2 separate regions of the Mus musculus genome follow, and region 2 is linked to region 1. The links are chromatin contacts, called in public HiChIP or PLAC-seq maps. All regions are on one chromosome and are shown on one strand. Each heading gives the region's core, a stretch centred on a gene start, on an enhancer-like site or on the middle of the called end of the contact. The rest is flanking DNA. Distances are from core to core; before and after follow the strand shown. Region 1 has its middle 7.8 kb from the start of Gm31111. Region 2 has its middle 60 kb from the start of Gm39170.

Evidence for each region. HiChIP or PLAC-seq counts read pairs in DNA pulled down with a chosen protein or histone mark.
Region 2: a contact with region 1 is called in an H3K4me3 HiChIP or PLAC-seq map of bone marrow-derived macrophages, with 6 times the contacts expected there. The contact joins two enhancer-like sites. A contact is called at or near these places in 5 of 484 Hi-C or Micro-C datasets (bone marrow-derived macrophages and liver), 6 of 115 datasets of contacts at active chromatin or transcription factors (bone marrow-derived macrophages, embryonic stem cells, large pre-B cells and 2 more) and 1 of 9 other capture datasets (bone marrow-derived macrophages).

What each region holds. Positions count from the first base shown.
Region 1 is chr8:46,684,877-46,688,660 of GRCm38.p6, forward strand. No RefSeq gene overlaps it. Among named protein-coding and RNA genes, the nearest start is that of Gm31111, 7.8 kb to the left of the region's middle. Within about 2 kb of position 1,870, at least 439 of the 459 cell types and tissues checked have an H3K27ac peak or open chromatin away from gene starts, as enhancers often do. A contact at or near this core is called in bone marrow-derived macrophages and microglia, where this site is marked.
Region 2 is chr8:46,888,440-46,892,223 of GRCm38.p6, forward strand. No RefSeq gene overlaps it. Among named protein-coding and RNA genes, the nearest start is that of Gm39170, 60 kb to the left of the region's middle. Within about 2 kb of position 1,997, at least 46 of the 459 cell types and tissues checked have an H3K27ac peak or open chromatin away from gene starts, as enhancers often do. A contact at or near this core is called in bone marrow-derived macrophages and microglia, where this site is marked.

The DNA of each region.
Region 1 (3,784 bases), core at 620-3,119:
ACTCTCAATTGAGGTTCCCTGTTCCCAGGTTGACTCAAGGTTGGCTTGTGTTCAGTTGACCAAAGAAACAAAACAAACAAAACAAAACAAAACCCTCAAAATCAAAACAAATAAACAATCAAACAAAAACTAAATAAACAAAAACCTGACCACGTAGTAGATGAAAATCTTCCACCTTAAAAGCTTCAAACTTTAGGCCAGGCCATGGTGACACATGTCTTTAATTCCAGCACTCAGAAGACAGAGGCAGGTATATCTTTGCGAGTTTGAGAACAGCCTGATCTACTTACTGAGTTCCAGATCGCCCAGAACTAAATTAAGAGACCCTGTCACAAAAAGTAATCCCCAAGCTTAGATAACAGATTAGACTTCTGCAGAAAAACAGACCAAAAGGACTCAAAACAAAACAAAACAAAACAAAACAAAACAAAACAAAACAAAAAAAACCTTCAGTAGAAACATTTATAACATTTGACCAAATATCTGGGTCCTGTGAGTCTAGCAAAACTGATACATGAAAAGAACCATGGCATCAACAGGAGACAGAATGATACAAATTGTACATAAACAACTACAGGAACGAAAAGAGGAGGAAGTATCTTCTAACTTATTTTATGGGAATAACATTACCCCGTGTTCAACCTAGGGATGAAAGACCTGTTTGAACTCTGAAAAACCAAGCAATATAACTAAGTGTGTCAATCAACATCAACACTACCAACCACAAAAACAACCCCAAAAGCACACCACCATTTCAAGTAAAAGAATTTGACCAAGCTTAGACGGTAACTTTCAGAACTTTCAGAAACCTAAAAATAGACCAAAAAACAAAAAAACAACAAAAAAACCCCTAGGATATCTGTAAAAGAGATACAATAACAACAGAGAAACAATAACAACAAATCCATAGTCAATACCCAGTCCTCTGGGAAAGACTGAACGGCTCTCTCTTTATATCCGAGGAAGAAGCCAGTAGTGACTGCCCTCATTTCTGTCCCAACTATTGCAACAAGGCAATAAAGTATATAAAACACACATGCTGGAAAAAATAAAAAAGACTATATTTGAAGATGACGAGGTTGTCCATATTAAGAAAAAAATCCTAAAGGATCTATAAAAAATACACAAGAAATAAAGAACAAGTTAAGCAAACTCATAGAGTACAAACATAATATTAACAAATCCTTAATAGTTCAAGTGCTATCAACAATTAGAATTCACGTTGTAAAGAATTTTTTTTCCTGAGTTGTTCCATTAGAAAAAAAGGAGGGAAGAAGAAGAAGGAGGAGGAGGAGGAGGAGGAGGAGGAGGAGGAGGAGGAGGAGGAGGAGGAGGAGGAGGAGAGAAGAAGAAGAAGAAGGAGGAGGAGGAGGAGGAGAAGAAGAAGAAGAAGGAGAAGAAGGAGAGAGAGAGAGAGAGAGAGAGAGAGAATGAATTTAAATTATGTTCAAATAACATGGTAGAAAATATCCGGTGTATAAAATATGTATTCTACATGCTTTGCTTTACATTTGACATAGTCTACCTAAAAGGGATTCTTTATCCTTCCAAATAATGAAATGCATGAAACAGAAATGTAATCTCTTGATCCAAAACTTAATCTTAACATTCTGCTGTTTAAGCTTCCAGATGGTACCTTTTTTAATCTTGATTTTGGCGCGCGCGCGCGCGCGCACACACACACACACACACACACACACACACACACACACACACACACACACACACATTTTCAATAGCAGTCTTATATTTCAAAGAGAGTGGGACTGATGTGGGACTTCTCTCCTTGGAAGGCTTGCCTCCCTGGATTTAACAACCTGTTTGTTGATAGCACAGATGTGGTTTCTCCTCACTGTCCACTTGGGGGCTATCTCAATCTATTTCAGATCCACTAGATAGGGACTGTCTTCCTAAACCGAGTCTTCCTGTCTAGCAGGAACTCATAGATTGTCCCTGTGATATGAAACGAGGCCGTTAGGCCCCAGTACCTGACTTTTTTTTGATACCTTTTAAAGTACATCATTAATGAAAACTAAACTCGCACAGGGTTCTGCACGCCTACCTTGCATTACCACTGCGTCTGCGCGCCACAAGTGTGGACTACATCTCCCAGGATGCATCGTGTCCCCGCCCGCGCAGCCTTACTTCCTGCGAAGGACTTCCGGAGTGTTAGTAACCTTGCTGACTACTGGATTTAGGGTCTTTTTGGGAGGTCACTGGGACTAGCTTGTATTTTTCTGGGAGGAGAGGGGGACAGCAAGCCATAACAGGGCGGCATCTGTCCCGTTTTCTGGTGTGCACAGACCTTGCTTTCTGGGAGAGGCGTTGGCTCCGCCTTCAGGCAGTCCTCTTACAGGTGGTTGGCTGTTGTTCTTGTCATTCAGCCGAGTCCTTGGACTTGTCAGAGATCATCAGTGAGACAGGCCAGCAATCCTGAGTTATAGTGGTTTAGTGACCATTTCTTTTCTTTTCTTTCACCCACCCCCTTTAAACCACGGACATTTTAGTGAAAAATAAAAATACTATAGATAAGTTGTCAGATAATTTATTCTGCAAACGTATGCGTGCTTTCTTTACCAGGTGTTTTTAAGGATTTTGTTAGTGTTGGCCTGGAATCCTTTTTTTCTAATCTTTTAAAACCTATTACTACTAATGTGTCTTGAAGATACTACTTAGGGAAAACTGAAAGTGTGTGTGTGTGTGTGTGTGCGCGCGCGCGCGCGTGTGGTGTAATTTCTAAGGAACTACAATTCCCATCCAGTTCAGATTGAAATGGGCTAAAGGGTGAGTGCGGTGGGCTCAGTGGTAGAGTACTTGCCTAGCATACTTTAAAAAATTCAAAAAAGGTGACTCAAAGTGGGCATACATTTCTTTATAAAAAGACACTGTTGAGGAAATGGGTGGGTCGGGGGCTTAAGATGCATGTCCTAGTTTGTTGATTCTGGAGTCTCTGTGAGTCACTATGCTTCCTCTCCGTACTTGATAGTTTTGTGAAAGCAACTCAAAAGGACACGCTCCTTCTCCATAAACACCCTAAAATTGAGATGCTAATAATGATATGATGATGGTTAAAACAAAAATAATGTGGACTGTGTAATAAGAGGTCAGATTAACTAGAAATGCTAGTTAAGATATAAATGTTGGAGAGATGACTCAGTGGTTAAGAGCACCTGTTGCTCTTGTAGAGGACTGATTGAGGTCCAACTTGTAGCTCCAGCTACAGGAGATCATTATCCTCTGCTGGTCCCTCTGGCCACTGTACTCACTGGCAGAAACCCACACATGATAAAAACATTAAAAAGTTGAAATATTGATGATAGCGAGGTGGTTATCGTGCCTGCCTTTAATCCCAGCAGAGGCAGAGCCAAGCAGATCTCTATGAGTTCAAGGGCAGCCTAGTGTATAGAGTGAGTTCCAGGACAGCCAGCGCTACATAGAGAAACATTGTCACAAAACAAAACATGTTTATCATGATTTAAGGGTGGTGAGTGAAGCTAGAGAATCTAGGAAGGGCCTGAAGATCTTGGAGAAGACAAGTCAGATATCAGTGCCTGTGTGAGTCACATCTGACTCGGTCACAGCTCTCTGTTGGCATCTTAAGGTTTAATACAGTGTGCTTTTGCTTTTATGTCCCTTGTGCTAAGTACTTCACGCATCAGTGGGAATTCCCCACCGAAACAAAGCCAGTAAGAAATATGTATACACACATATCAATATAAATATATATATGTATATGTGTATATGTATATATGTGTATGTATGCATATGTATATATACACACACA
Region 2 (3,784 bases), core at 747-3,246, 200 kb after region 1:
TGACTCCCAGGTGTCCAACTTGAAGCTGCTGTGTGAAAATGGTATCTGCCCTTGTGTGGCACGAAGTACAGTTGGTGTTGACCTTAGGTAACACCACAGTGTTCACAAGCCATCCATCCCCAATCCTGCCAACAGGTTAGCAAGCCCACCACATTGTATTTTTCCGTGAGCCCTGCAGAATAGCCCGGGGAAATTGACACAATGTAGCACAGTATAGTGAGTGAGCCAGGGTTGAAGAGAAAGGAAAGGGGCTTACGTGTGTGCTTTTTATAAAACTCCAGCCAAAAAAAGATAAGGTTGTTTATACAGCTTCTAACACCAAGAGAAGGAGAACTATGGAGTCAGAACGGAAAGGATTACAGCAAACAAATACACAGTTCACTGTAGCTGGCAGGATGGGGAGCCAGCAGGGGAGGAACCCAGTTCACTGTAGCTTAGGAAACCAGCATGGGAGAGACACATTTCACTGTAGCTCAGGGAACCAGCACAGGAGGGACACAGTTCACTGTATGTAACTCAGGGAACCAACATGGGAGGGACCCAGTTCACAGATGCATGTGAAACAGTAATGTGGGAAGCTTGCTTCTTAGGGGCCAGTGTCTGATTTCATTTTTTCTTGCACGGAGTGGTTATTTGCAGTCTGCTTTCAAAAAAATGTCGATCCAGTGACAGGCAGGTCTGCAAATAGAGGATGCTTAACAGCCTCCTCCTGTGTTGGGTGTACCAAATGACTCTACTGTTGGCCTGACAGTGATCTTTGGGTCACAGAGCCTTGTCTTTAGGGACAAGGCTTTGGGAAGCATTAAGGGCATTTGGAAATTATAAAGGACTTGGGTTAGGGATTCCTGATATTGCAGAAGGTGTCCTAAAACTGTAAATAAATACACACATTGGAAACTGTTAACAAAGCCTTGGCTCCAGGGGAGTTTGGAGAATTCGCTCACTAATGGTGTCAGAATGCACCCTTTCTCCTTAAAGTGATGGCAGTGTCTGCTGGTGGCTCTGGCTCCAGGGTGTTACCAGGCCATGTCCTGCTATGTTTTTCAGGTACAGCAGGTACCAGGGGGCCTCTGCTCAGTTCATTTGGTGAAAGCAAAGGTTGTGTGTGTGTGTGTGTGTGTGTGTATGTGTGTGTGTGTGTGTGTGTGTGTGTGTGTGTGTGTGTTGAGGGCCAGAGGACCTTGGGTATTATTCTTCAGACACCATCCTCTCCCCACACCTGTCTTCTTCTCCTTCCTCCCACCCTCTGAGCAAGGTCAGTCTCTGACAGTAGGCTAGGCTAGGCTGGCAAGCTCCTGGGATCCATTTGTCTTCATTTTCATCGTCGATAGGCTTCCACTGTGTAAGTGGTTGCTCGTGTGCAATAAAGCAGATGTTGTTCTCTGAAACTTCTCCGGAGTGGTTTATCGCTGTGCCTTTACCCCCAGGCATTGCTGTCTTGGTGGGTGTATGTATCCCTCCTGTAACATCAGCAGTCCCCAGCCCTAAACCAAAGCTACCCCATTCAGCTGGATTTTTGTTCCCCTTGAGGAATCTATCATTTGACACACACAGTCACAATATAGAAGGGTGTGGGCATCGGTCCCAAACCTAGAGGAACACTTTTTTTTTTGTTAGTTTTGCTGGGTCAACAATCCTAATTATGTGAAGATTTCAGCGCAAGTGAACTCAGGAGTCTTCATTGTGTGGGGTTTCTTATTGCTCAAGTTTACATGTTGGTCTGATGCCTATGGGTGAGTTTTATTGTTAAATTATGACTTCCATAATTTAAATCACATTAAAATATACAAAAAAGATGGAGGACAGAGCAAATTTTCTAGGTTTCTGGTTAAATTCCCAAGTTATCTAGAATCTTCTACCACCCAGAACACTGGCTCTAGGGCTCAGAGGGAGGGGTTAGGCTCCAACACCTCATTCAGCCCACTTGGAGCTGAAGGGTCCAGAACTGTGGGGAAGGTTGTTGTGGGTGGTGGCACTTGCTGTTCCACACTTGAAAGAGGAACTCAACTGTAAGGCAGGAAAGCGACATTTCAAAATATCTGTGATGTCCATAGAGGGTCACAAGGCAGTCTGCCTTTGGCATCTCCTACGAATCATCAGGAGGAATATCTTCTCTGGAACACTCGTCCCAAAATGAAGGGCTGGCTGCTGCCGCCAGATTTCAAACCTGCTGTCTTTCAAACAAGGGTGCTAAGAAGCAAGTGTGTGGGACTGTCAGGTTCAAGAGAGACCTCCCTTCGCTTTGTTGTTGTAGCTGCTTGAGCTGCTTGGTAAAATCTGGTTTTACCCAGGAAGCCTCCTGTAGGGGCAGCTTCCCCCAAAGCTCTGACTCCTTTGTTAGGGTGGCTCTTGCCTTTCACATTCTCCTGTCTTCCACCTCTCGAGTGACCCCTTTCCTTCCAAACAACAGCATGGTTCAGACTCACACAGGAAAAAAAAAATCTTGTTTCAATAAACCTTACAGAAAGTACATTGCTCTTAGAACTCATGCCTTCAGACCCACATCTACTGTTTCAAAAGAGACTAGTTTAGAATATCCATTTTGCATGACTGTGGATCTATCTCATACATAATCACTGGCATATATATATATATATATATATATATATATATATATATATTTTCTTTTTTGGTTTGAAGTTTAGTCATTTGGACCCTTCATTTCCCATTCTCATCCCTTTCCTCTCCCACCTAAACCTCTTTATCCCATAAGCCCTCCTCCTCCTCCCCCGTTCATGCCTTCCCTGTGTGAGGGCCAGTGGGTTTAGAGTTCCTTGCCTGAGTACAGGCGGTAGGGGGTTGTTTACCATAGCAAGAACAACTCATCAGAGGCTACACTTCTGAAGAAAGTGATGCTTCCGACAACCATTACCTGCCAACAACCCCTCAGGATGATGGAGCCCCACGAGCCCCTCCTCCATTATGATGAAATCCATTTGCTGGGCTCAGTCCTAGACGGGTCTTGTGCAGACATCCACAACTTCAGCGAGTTCATGTCTAGAAGACTTCTTTTTGCTCCATGCCACCCTGCCTCCATCTTCTGGCTCTTTTACTCATTCTGCCCAGTCTTCCACGATGTTCCCTGGAACTTGGCAGGGTGTCACAGCTGTCTGAGCTAGGGCTGAGCATCCCGCATCCCACCATCCTTATCGATCATCATGGATTTCTTCATGGACCACCATCCTCTGCTGAAAGAAGCCTTTCAGAGGAGGCTGGGCGTCACACTAACCCACAGGTATAAACACGAACATTTAGAAGGTGGCCTGACTACAGGACCATCCATCAACACAACAGTGCTAGGCCACCAGGGATACAATGTCCCTGTCACTTTATTATATAGTTACTGTTTAGTTGCTGTGGAGAGACACTACAACCAGGGCAACTTATATAAGAAAGCATTAAACTGAGGACTCTCTTATAGATTCAGAGGATAAGTCCATGACCATTGTAGGAAGCATGGCAGCAGACAGGCAGGTGTGGTGCCAGAGAAATAGCTGAGAGCTTGCATCTTATCAGAAAGTTGGAGGCAAAGAGAAAGATTCTAGACCTGCCGTGGGCTTTTGAAACCTCAAAGCCAACCCCCAGTGACAAACCTTCTACAATAAGGCCACACCTCCTAATCTTTCCCAAAACATCTCCACTGACTAGGGACCAAGCATTCAAATATATGGGCCTATGGAGACCATTCCCATTCAAACCACCACATTCCCCTACCACAGGTTCTTGAGCAAGTTTAGAGAAGAAAGGATGGATAACTTTGGGGAGAAAATGAGGAGCATCTTTT